2 separate regions of the Mus musculus genome follow, and region 1 is linked to region 2. The links are chromatin contacts, called in public ChIA-PET maps. All regions are on one chromosome and are shown on one strand. The core of a region is the stretch at or near the end of the contact, and the rest is flanking DNA. Distances in the headings are between cores, read along the strand shown. Region 1 overlaps Itgb2 (integrin beta 2). Region 2 has its middle 14 kb from the start of Pofut2.

Region 1 (5,871 bases), core at 494-2,993, 260 kb before region 2:
TTACAACCATCTGTACAGATACAGTGTACTCATATACATTAAATAAATAAATAAATAAATAAATAAATAAGTAAATAAATAAATAACTCTTTAAAATAAACTGTATGTAAGATGTTCTTCTTCTTCTTTTTGTAGACCAGGCTGGCCTGAAACTCAGAGATCTGCCTGCCTCTGCCTCCCGAGTGCTGGAATCAAAGGTGTGCACCACCATCACCCAGCTGGATGTACTTCTTAATAAACTTGCTTGGCATCAATCATGAGCTTGTGCATGACCTCTTGACCTCAGATTTCCTATCTTCTTTATCTTCTCATCTCTGAACCCTCCCTCTTAGGGCCCTATCACTGAAACAGGACCTGTTGGCCTAGGGCACGTGGGACCTGTGCTCTGAAGGACAGGTTTGAATTTCAGTGTCTGATACTTTAACTGCTGCCCCCTCCACTTAACCTGACAGCCAGCAAATGGCCGTCTGGTGACAGTAGCTCCCAGCTCCCTGGAACTCACTGTACCACCAGAACAGGCACGAGGTCAAAGGTAAGTAAAAATGCCCAGTGGTGGATGCTGTCCTCCTGGCTACCTTGCAGCTCTGCCGTGTCTCCTCTAGCTTTTGGACATCACTGGGGCTTTTTGGATCTTCAGGCACGTATCCTCAACAAGTCATGAGATGCAACTTTATACAGAAGCCTCCTGAGAAACCCAGCCCGAGTAGCTGTCAGAACTATGCACCAGAGACACCCCGATCTCTACCATCTGCTTGGCAAGTGCTGGTGCAACCCAGGAAGTGGTGAAGATCAGCAGGCCCCTAACCTTGTAAGGTCTGGGTTGTTCTTCCCTGAGGATTCCCTTGGGGACTATGGCATTCAACAGAGGAGTGAATAAAGACCCCACTTCATGACGGATAAAGCACCCGGGTTCTGTGATGGGAAAGTATCCACATCCTAACACGTCCCCGAGAAGAAGGAAATACACATGGCAAAAGAGGAAACAAGAGACAAAAGGTAATTTGGGCAGGGTGTGGTGACCTACAACTGTAATCCTAGCACTTGGGACCAGGAGTTTAAAGTCAGTCACCCTCTCACGTACATAGTGAGTTCAAAGCCAGCTGAAGGGGCATGAAACCTCTCTCTCTCTCTCTCTCTCTCTCTCTCTTTGTGTGTGTGTGTTTGTGTGTATCTGTCTGTCTGTCTGTCTCTCTCTCTCTCTCTCTCTCACACACACACACACACACACACACACACACAGAGAGACAGACAGACAGACAGACACACACACAGAGCAGATGGTGATGTAAGAAAGTCAGCAGAGGTGGAGTGAATGTAACAGAAGGCTGGTGGTGGGTGGCTTCCTGTCCCGTCAGAGGCTCCTGGCTAAGAACAACACGGGGTGGCCTAGGTGAAGACTGGCTGAGCCTAAGTGTAGTTTATGGGAGACTAGATGGAGTCCTAGGGCCACCCTTGTCTCAGGAAAACAAAAAATAAATCACAGGGAATCACAGCCTAGTCTTGAACTTTTTCACCAAGGCCCAGTGTCAAGATGGAGTCACTTCTGCCTTTGGCACATCCACAAGGGGCAGATGGGCTCAAGGGTGGTGGAACTCTATTCGGGGATCAAGTAGCTCCGGACAGAGGACAAGGGACCACAGGAATAGAGGGAGCAGCCGGCTCTAGGACTCTGAGCTCTGGGCAGGCACAGGGACAAGGTTTGTTCCGGTTCCCTTTTTGTTGCTATGATAAAACACTTTGACCACAAGCAAGTTAGGGGAAGAAAGGTTATTTCAGCTTACAGCTCACAGTCATCACGGAGGGAAGTCAGGGCAGGATGTCAACTAGAAACTTGAAGTAAAAAGAATGGAGGAGCGCAGCTTAATGGCTCACCCTCCCACGGGCTTACACTCGGCTAGCTTTCTGCATAGCCTGTGACCACCTGCCCAGAGACTGGTGCTCCACCCTGTGGGCTGGGCCCGCCTGCATCCATTAATCATCAGGACATTACCCCACAGACATACCCACGGGATGGTCTGATCCAGAAAGTTCCTCAATTGACTAACTGCTGTGTAAAATTGACTAAGCTAATCAGGACTAGGGGCCTATGGGAACGGATGGGGTAGCTGGGTTCCTAGGGGTCCAGGCAGACAGGGAACAAAAAGCCAAAGGGGTCAGAGAGAGCACTGATTAGGGAAGAGGGGTGAGAGGGAGCACTGATTAGGGAGGATACTGATCGAGGAACTCAGAAAACCCTCAGAGCCTGCCTGCGAAGAAAACTTCACAAGTGATGAAGAAACATGGTGGCAGTGGTACTTATGATTGGTGGAGTCCAGGGATACTGGGGGCTGAGGCTACTGGCCAAATGGAGTTAAATGAGACTCCTTTCTAAAGCAATTTAAAACACGGCAATAAGCTGGGCGTAGTGGGACAAGCCTTTTAATGCCAGCATTTGGGAGGCGGAAGCAAGTGGATCTCTGTGAGCTCAAGGCCAGCCTGGTCTACATAGTGAGTTCCAGGACAGCCATAACTAGAAAGTGAGACCCTTTCAAATAATAAATGAGTACACATGTTAATTAATTCATTAAAATGAATAGAAAAACAACGCAATGAAAAGTCCCAAGTCTTAAGGGAAACTCCAAGCATCCTTACAGACATGTCAGTATACAAGAGGCGTCCTGCTGTCTATGGTGATCTAGTGTGGCCCAGCCAGGGCTCTGGTGCTGTTGCTGTGGTCACATTAGAATGAGAGTAGTTGGGAGAGTAAATGTTGGTAAAACACTTGTATAAGGACCCAGATTTCAATCCCAGAACACATGTTGTTTAAAAAAAAAAAAAAAAAAGGAAAAGAAGAAAGGAGCGGGGGGGGGGGGGGGGGGAGAGAGACTTGTAATTTCAAAACAGGTGATAGAAACAGACAGATCCTTGGAACTTGTTGGCCAGCCAGTATGGGCTAGCTGTTAGCTCCAGGGAGAGACTGTTTCAAAGGAGGTAGTGGTTCTTGAGGATGACAGCTGAGGTCTTCGGGCTTCCACCCAAACACCCAAAGAAACACACACACACAAACGCATACACACACACACACAAATATACATATATACACAAAAACCACAAAATACACACACACACAAATACACACACACACAAATACACACAAACAATTATACACTCACATAAATACACAAAAACACATACACACATAGCATACACACACAAATACACACATACAAACAATTACACACACATAAAACATACACATAAATATACAAACACACATAGCACACACACACAAATACACACACAAACAAATATACTCAAAACATACAAACACACACACACACACAGAATGAAGAGGAATCTGTATAACTCAGTTTTAGAAAAATCAAGCAGAGATTGAGGCCAGGGGATCAGAAGTTCAAGGTCACTCTTGAGTGAGTTTGAAGCCAACCTGGGCTACATTAAAAGCCTGTCTTCAACAGAACCCACTAAAGATACAATGGAAAAAAGATAAGACAAGGCTGTGTGCCTTATGGTAAAGAAATGTGTGTACAAAATCTAAAGGAAAACAACCAAGAAGACACTGTTAGAAGAAACCATTCCATGCATAATACACTCTACGGAGATAACCGCTAATTCTAGTGTAAACAGCGAATGCTAAGTTTCCTCTCTAAAAGAATTCGAGAAGCTAGTGACAGAAGGTGAGCCTTCAGAGAAGCGTGGACTGTGAACTCAGAGAAGCATTCAACAGGCAGAACACAGAGGCCGAGGGACGTGGGATGCCCATCAAAACTGGGACATTTCTGGAGTAGCTTACAAATGGAAGGTGGCAGCGTCACCATTTTAACATTCATGATGCCCTTCCTGTGGGATCTGGCGCAGCAGCGGCATAGCACGGACAGCCGCTGGAGCAACTCATTCTCACAGTGAGAGCAAATGGAAGGGAAAAAGAAAAAGCCATGGATCAAAACATGCCAGGTCTTGTGGGTAGCATCATCCCCGTGCCTTCAGGCTCCTTCATAGTCGGTCTATAGTTTCCAGCTTTGTATCATAACTGTGCACAGAGCCGACTTAAAAGCTCTGGTGAACACACTATGGGAAATTGCCTCTTACAGTCCCCCAAGCGATTGATGTTTCTGTCCCCACTGCCAACATTCCTGAGGAGAGGAGAGTTCCATCGTGACCTCGGGAAGAGGAAGAATGGTGACCTCACACTGCTATGGGAACCTGCTCATCAGACCTTTGCTAGCTGTAAGCGCTTGCTGGTCTCTTCAGGGCCGTGGACTGGGATATCCAGGCTGCTCTCAGAGATTCATAGGCTTAATTTTCCTGTGTCTTGCCCCCGCCCTGGCTGAGTTTCTGAATGTTCCAAAGCTCCCACCATTCCAAACAGCACCCCAGGGCACCGTTGATGGCTTCCCTTGGGAACTGACCATGAGCATCCTTAGACCCTGGAGCTCAGGGAGATCCTTGCCCATTTGAGACTTCTGCCTTGAAAGCAGCAGCATCGAGGCCTTGAAGTCCCTACATCTCTCACAGGCCGGATCTGAGCATCATAGAGGCCTGGCACGCCCATGTCCATATCTCTTGCACATAGGCCATAACTGGTTGCAATGAATCACTGGTAGGGACCCTGTTATGGAAGGCCCACGGGTGTCAGGGCTAGCTTCTGGAAGTGGACAGTGGTTCTCCAGAAACAGTAATGGAGATCACACCAGCATGTGGGCTAGCCTGTGTCTCTATTAACCTATGCCTGGCCTCAGTCTGTGGGTTTGCTCCAAGAGGACCAGCCTGTCACCTAAGCCCCAGAACCAGACACAGCAGCAAGTTATGTACACATTGGCTCCGCCCTAGAGCTGATACTTCTAGACCTAGGCCCAGCTGCATGGGTTTCACAGACAGGCCACTCTGTTTCCTCTCAACGGAGGCAAAGGATTCTGCACAGGTGGCCCTCCGTGTCTATGTGGCTGAGCTACAGAGCCCAAACACTGGTTCTAACATGGGGCTGGACATTACTAGGCAGGCATTTTCCAAGATTAACCTCTGCGTCAATAGACTCAACAAAGTAGATTTTCCTCCCATAGTTCACTGGGCCTCATCCTATCCGTTGAAGGGCCTGCCTCACGTTGGCTCATTTCTGTGGAGAACCCTGAGACCTCTTGACCCTAAACTAATGCCCAGCTTTCAGAAAGTTGTTGGGGTGGTGCTGCAAAATAGCATTGTGAGGCTGACGGATGGCTTCCTGCTTAGGTTGTTTCTGAGGTAGCCAAAGTGCCAGTCTCTTCTCTGTCAGCTTCAAGGGGTGTTGGACCCCAACCTTCTAAGTCCCTACACAGACCATCTCAGGACTGATGGCATGGGGATGTGGGTGTTTGTGGGATCCAGGGAGACGGAGCAGAAGGCAGCCTCTCGGCTTCTTACTACAGTGTTGGCTGCGTTGATGCTGGCGGTGGGGAAGCGGGGGCAGTGACTAGCCCAGATGCTGTGTTTTCCAAGGAGGGAGAAGCTGTCAGGGCACACGTCCTCAATAGTCCAGGACCTGACCTGACCTGACCTCTGCAGATCCTCCAACTCTTTACCAAGGAACCACTTGCTGGGTGATGACAGGGGTGACCTGACCTCTGCTTTATAAGGACTCTGGCTGTGCCACAGGCTTGCTCTGCTATGGGAAAAGCTCCTAAATAAAGGACTATAAGACTCCTCTTAAAGTTTTAAGCAAATCCTATCAGACTATTTGCAAAATCCACATGCAGAGGCAAGGCCTGGTATAAACGTAACTTTTATTTGCCTGATGTAATTGTTGTCTAAGAGGCTTACTGCTTCAGTCGGCTAACCTAGGCCTAGTCCTGGATGCTTCTAGCCTTCATATAATCTAATCTAGGTCTAGAATGTTTT
Region 2 (5,977 bases), core at 1,307-3,806:
CTGAAGTCCCAGGGACAGAATTGCTGGTTCACAGTATTTGCATGTTCACATCTTTATGATTTTTGTTATGCCTTTCCAAAAAGTAATGATCTCTAAAGCAACCCCCTCTCAAGCATGGAATTGTGTCATAGGTAGCTCAAAAACAATCAAGACTTTAGGCCATCAAAATTTCATAAACTAGCCAGTCATGGTGGCAAACGCCTCTAATCCCTGCACTCAGGAGGCAGAAGCAGGTGGATTTCTGTAAGTTCGAGGCCAGCCTGCCTGAACTACATAGGGAGTTCCAGGGTTCCAGACCAGAGCAGTCATGACTACATAGCAATACCCTGTCTCAAAAGGGGAGAAGGAGAGAGAGAGACAGACAGAGAGAGAGAGAGAGAGAGAGAGAGAGAGAGAGAGAGAGAGAGAGAGAGAGAGAGGTTAGTTCAACTAAAGTCACTACCTGACACACCTCAGACAAGTAAGTTTCTGGGTGATGGTTGCACATGCTTTTAATCCTAGCACTCGAGGCAGAGCAAAAAGAATCTCACATGGAAGAGGGCAAAGGCCAGAGGCCAGAGGCCAGAGGATGGAGGTAGAGGCAGAGGCAGAGGCAGAGACAGGTAGTGGATCTCTGAGTTTGAGGCCACCCTGGTCTACAGAGCAAGTTTCAGGACAGCCAGAGCTACACAGAGAAACCTTGTCTCAAAAAAATCAAAACAGGAGAGTTTCCTTTCTCACATGCAAAGGAATGAACGTGGAGCGGAGTAGAAAGCAATGGCCGACTACATGTGGTGCAGTTCACTATTCGTTCTGCCTGCCTTCACCGTCGCTCTGTGGTCATCTTCCACCCTGAGTCTGTAAAGGCTGGTGTTCATGGTGAACACTGTAGGGGTTCATTGTCTTGGAGAATCTTTGTGCTGCCATCTGTGAAGGATGCTGCTGGCCGCACACACACAGCCAGGGAGACAGTCACTGACCTGTGGCAGAACTATCTGTAGATATTCCACCCTCTGGTCCCTGGCCCCGTGGTGTCAGGATGCCGCTGGTCAGCTTCTCCGGCGATTAGAGCCACCTTTGCTCCCGCAGCTTGCTTTCCTGCAGCCCTCCAAGGTTGAATTACATCTCACCTCTTGGGGTTCCTCAGTCTTCTGAACATGAAGAGTAATGTCTAGAACGTTTCTAGAATGTTCATTAGATAGCATGGACCTTTCGATTCTGTCACCTGGTCCTTCCGCCTCTCTTGCCTCTTGCGTCTGTGGCTTTCTGTGTTGAGCCCCGTGGTACCCTCGGTTCACCAGCTACTCCTTAGGCACTGAGTTTTCTGTTTGGCTATTTGAATCGCTAAGGAGCCATTATATTTTCATTCTGGAGGTTGCCTGCTTCAGTACCCTCTGTTACTTCTGTAGACACGGCCATCAAAGTCTCCTTAGCGCTGCTGCAACCTCTTGCTTTCTGCAGTGCTGTGCGTGTGTCCGTAAGCCACGCACACGACCTCCCAATCTCTATAGAATTACACAAGACATTTGAGGATGGACTCCTCCAGAGGATTTGTGGGGTTTTTTTCTGCCATGACTTGAGACCGGTCATTTGGGAATTTATTGATTTGGGGGGGAAGGGCAGGTGAGGGCGTTTTTTAAAAATAAATCTCTCTCTCTCTCTCTCTTTTTTAATTTATGTATTTGTTTTATGTGAGTATACTGTAGCTGTCCTCAGACACACCAGGAGAGGGCATCAGATCCCATGACAGATGGTTGTGAGCCACCATGTGGTTGCTGGGAAGTGAACTCAGGACCTCTGGAAGAGAGCAGCCTGTGGTCTTAACTGCTGAGCCATCTCTCCAGCCTGGGACCATTTTCTATTCTACTTCAAAATGCCCTTTGGTTAGGAATTCTCTCAGAGGGGATTTAGTTCAGTGCTAGAGTGCTTGCCCAGCACCTGAAGAGAGGGGGATTGCAAGCAAGTCTGTCTATCTGTCTGTCTGTCTCTCCTCTCCTCCCACTCCTCTCCTCTCTCTCTTGTCCCCCTGTCCAGAAGTGAGGTTAATGCCCAGAGTACCCTGGCCCCTTCCTGTGCTCCAGTCCCACTCCACCCCCACTCCATTCACTGTCCCCCAGAGTGCTGCCAGCCTGCCTTGGCACACACAGGCACTATCTCCTGCCACTTTTCTAGGGCTTGCTCAGCCAGGAACCTGTGAGGAACCTACCCAGTCACTCTGGGGGCCACTTTCTTCATAGTTTCAGCTGTGGGGAGCCCTCTCAGTCCTCCCAACATAGTCTTGTGTCCAAAATGGGTTTCAAATGGCCCTGCTGGGGTTCCCAGGTATGGAGGTCCTCTGTGGGGAGCCCCATCTCCACAGTGAGTCACTGAAACTTCCAGACCCTTTGAAGTTCATTTCCTCAGCCTTGGCCTTTATCTCCACCACACCTTTGTCTCTCATTACCCTTCACAAAGGCACTAAAGCCACAGAACTCGTGTTCATTCATCCTTGCCATTCCCTGAGGCAAAGGAGAGTCAGAGAGGGTAACAGACCCCCCCTCTCCTACCCCATCCTAGACTTGCCACTCCCACAGGATGGATTCGTCTTTGTCTGAGGGCCCATGGCCCTGTTTGGGGCTTCCTCTGCAAACCCACTTAGCCTTTCTCAAGAGCAGACAGGTTCTGAAACTGGCGGGTTGGAGGTGCTGTCACCCACAGACTCCTAGGGGTTGCAGGGCTCTTCCTGTGCTTCTTTTGATGTGGGGAGAGCCCATAGCGCCATGTGTCCTGCAGGTCTAAAGTCTTGCCAGCCCTTTGTGTGGCACGAGAACTGCCAAAGAGAAGATAAGGGAGCCCTGCTTCTTCCCGCCAAGGCCTCTCTCTTCAGTGCCGAGGGTTGAATTTGTCACAGGCCATTTACTGCAGCCTCCAGCCTCCCATTAGTTAGCTGATGCGGCAGCAAGAGGTAATGGCTGCCATCACTGAGACAGATGGTGCTGGCACCAGCCAAGGTGTGACTCGAGACAGTCCCCAAGTGTGTTTCCTGCCCATTCTGTCCCCCTCCACTTCTCCCTGAAGCTAGCAACCAGGTCATTGAATTCATACTGCCTTGGCTTACTTCTGAAGAGAGGCAGGCTCCAGTCCAGCCAGGGTCACGCCAGCTCAGCCTTCCCCATAGACCTCGTCCCCTGCCCTCCTAGTGGACTCCCAGAGGGCAGATGGGGAATAAAAGCAGTGGCCCTAGCTATCCAGCCATGCCCTGGACACCATGTCTCAGAAATATCTCTGTCCCACCTTGGTACATGTCCTGCTACAAACTTGCCATACATGACCTTGACCAAACTACCCCTGTGACTCTCCCTGCCATGTGGGCTCCAGGCCCAGTGGACTGGCTACTCTGTCCTCTAGGGTGAGATGGCTCTGAGGAGGCTATCTGAGGTCAGCTCTGACTTCAGGAAATCAGGAGTGATAGGCAGGCAATGTAAGGAATCGGGGCTCAATGATTGATTTATTGGTTGGTTGATTGGTTGATTGATTTATATGCGCACACTGTAGCTGTCTTCGGACACACCAGAAGAATGCATTGAATCCCATTACAGATGGTTGCCAGCCACCATGTGGTTGCTGGGAATTGAACTCAGGACCTCTGGAAGAGCAGTCAGTGCTCTTAACTGCTGAGCCATCTCTCTCCAGCCCCTCAGTGATTTCTCAAACTCGAATGCTGAACTCAGCCCTAACCTGGTAAATCTGAACATGGTTCTGTTTGGAAATGGGGCTGTTAGAGAAGTGACTCCGTACACTAAGGTCCCCAGGGCAAGCCAAATCCAACACGACTATGCTGTTATGAAGGAGACTGGGCACAGGGATGGCTCTGTAGAGACTGGGAGATTATACCCCCTGTGAGCCAAGGACAGTGGAGAGTGGACAGTACTGCACTCCACCTTGGAGCTCCAGTTACAGATGTAATTTTTGTTTGAGGCTGTGGTCTGTCATCTGCCGCATATGTTTGTCCCCCTGGAGTCCCCAGTGGCTTCCTGTTGTTCTGGGACCTGTCTAGGTTCTGTGACTGAGTATACTGGGTCCCTGCCCTCCTAAGTCTTTAACAGCTGGCAGCAAGGACATCTACATAAGTCCCTGATGGTGGATGGACGGCTCAGGTAGAAGGTGGACACGGCCCCCGTGGTCTTGAAGCGCCCCACTCCATAACCATGATGGCAGTGATACTATGAGGAGCTTGGCATGCTGTCTGGCATGGATCTGAGGACGGTGTTAAGTTTAGCTCTTGCTGTGTTTGGGCATGTGTTCACCCAGTGTCCTTTGCTGTGAAGTTGGCAGTGCCAAGAGACATGGTAGAATAATTTAGAATTAGGTCCGGTTGGGAGGCCCTCCAGGCTCATTGTTCACAGAAAGGCCAGGTGGTCCTAAGGAGCCTCTTGTCACCCCATGAGAGGGTCCTGAGAGCCACAGCTCAGTCCCTCCCAGCTCCCAACCCGTCTGGTGGTTTGATCCTGTCCCTTTAGCAAGGCTCGTTCCCATGAGCTACTGCAGCCGAGGTAGAGCCTGTGGGGCTGGCACCAGGACATTTCCAAAGCTGTGAGCTAAATAACCCCTTCTCAAAATGGATGAACACAACTCCTCAGAGGCTACAGAGCCTGTCCCAGATGCCCTCAGGCAGTGTGTGTGCCTGATGTATAGTCCTTGGTGTCCCAGTTAGCTGCTGCCGTGGAACAAATTGCCCTGTGGTTTCACCAAGGATGGTCACTTGTCATCCGTCTGGTCTCTGCACAGAGACCCCCAGTGGGCTGCTCTATGCTGTCATCCCCATTTGGATGGCCCTGTCAGTGCTGGCGAAGGCATTATGGATTCTACCATTTGCCTGCAATGCCATGCTGCTCTGGGTAGGCCCCAGGTGTGATTTCAGGGGACACCAAAGACCATATGGTCCTGCTGTTCTTTCTGACCACTGACCTTCCTCCCAGCTTGATCCAACGTATCCTTAGCATTGCCTTGTTCATTTGGGGCAGGAAGCACTGCCTTCCAGCTACGGGTGCATTATGGTATACTAGGTTCCTCATTTTAATCTCTCCTGGGAATGGACTTCCTGCCTAGGTCATCAAACGCAGGGTATATGGTCAGTGCCTGGAGACTGCCAGCAGATGACACAGTGCAGCCTCAGAAGTCCATAAAAGACGCCTTAACCTGACTGATACAGGGTACTTGCAACATGTAGCAGTTCAGGCCAGGCATCTAGGGAGACTCTAAAGAAGTCCCATGTAGATGTTGTCTTTCCCTTGCTACATCTGAGGACAGGGAAGAGAGGATGATGGGAGAGTTGTAAGCCATCATAGCCAGGTCACTGAAATTTCACAAAGAAAGCTGTGTAAGATGCTAGAGCCGAGTGTAGGCTAGTCCCCAGCAGGACATGTCTGTGTGTCCAGCCATATCTGCCGTGTTAGTGTCATCTGTACCAGAGGGACTTGGAGGGCAGGCTCCACTGTCCACAGTTAAGAAGTTCCAGGCAAAGGGAGCATCCTGGCACAGAGACAGCTGGGGGAGGAAAGGGCTGTGGTATGTACCGTGGCACCAGCAGCCATTGCAAGTCACACACACACACACACACACACACACACACACACACACAACCCTGACCCAAATGACCCATCCTCCTTCTGAATAGCTGGAACTGCTCTCTGCTGTGGACTTCTGGTCCTGGGCTCTCCTGGACAGAGCTGGCTCTGGAATTTGTTTTAGAGCTGTCTCTCTCTGTTCGTGGTGAACTGCAACCCATCGTTGTATGGAACTGAGCTGCAGGCTCACTGATATTCCTGTGACAGATGGCTATCTCTCCAACTGGTCGGGCTACCAGTAGACTGGTTCAAGACTTCACAAGGCTGCCCAGCTTTGCCTGGAGAAGCTGCTGCCCACGGCACCAGGCGCTGCTCCGTATCCCCTGCCTCAAAGATTGACCGATTTCATCTCTTTGCTTACGTCATTGAACCACCTGTTTCATGTGGGCCAT

What was found. ChIA-PET counts read pairs in DNA pulled down with a chosen protein or histone mark.
Region 1: a contact with region 2 is called in an RNA polymerase II ChIA-PET map of effector CD8 T cells, with 24 read pairs. The contact joins two enhancer-like sites. A contact is called at or near these places in 4 of 39 promoter capture datasets (Sertoli cells, cranial neural crest, hippocampal neurons and 1 more), 6 of 115 datasets of contacts at active chromatin or transcription factors (bone marrow-derived dendritic cells, bone marrow-derived macrophages, craniofacial prominence and 3 more) and 3 of 9 other capture datasets (adipose tissue, liver and pancreatic islet).

The regions. Positions count from the first base shown.
Region 1 is chr10:77,532,888-77,538,758 of GRCm38.p6, reverse strand. The region is part of intron 1 of Itgb2 (integrin beta 2); the gene reads right to left. Among named protein-coding and RNA genes, the nearest start is that of Itgb2, 5.5 kb to the right of the region's middle. Within about 2 kb of position 1,743, at least 113 of the 459 cell types and tissues checked have an H3K27ac peak or open chromatin away from gene starts, as enhancers often do. A contact at or near this core is called in effector CD8 T cells, where this site is marked.
Region 2 is chr10:77,270,145-77,276,121 of GRCm38.p6, reverse strand. No RefSeq gene overlaps it. Among named protein-coding and RNA genes, the nearest start is that of Pofut2, 14 kb to the right of the region's middle. Within about 2 kb of position 2,556, at least 41 of the 459 cell types and tissues checked have an H3K27ac peak or open chromatin away from gene starts, as enhancers often do. A contact at or near this core is called in effector CD8 T cells, where this site is marked.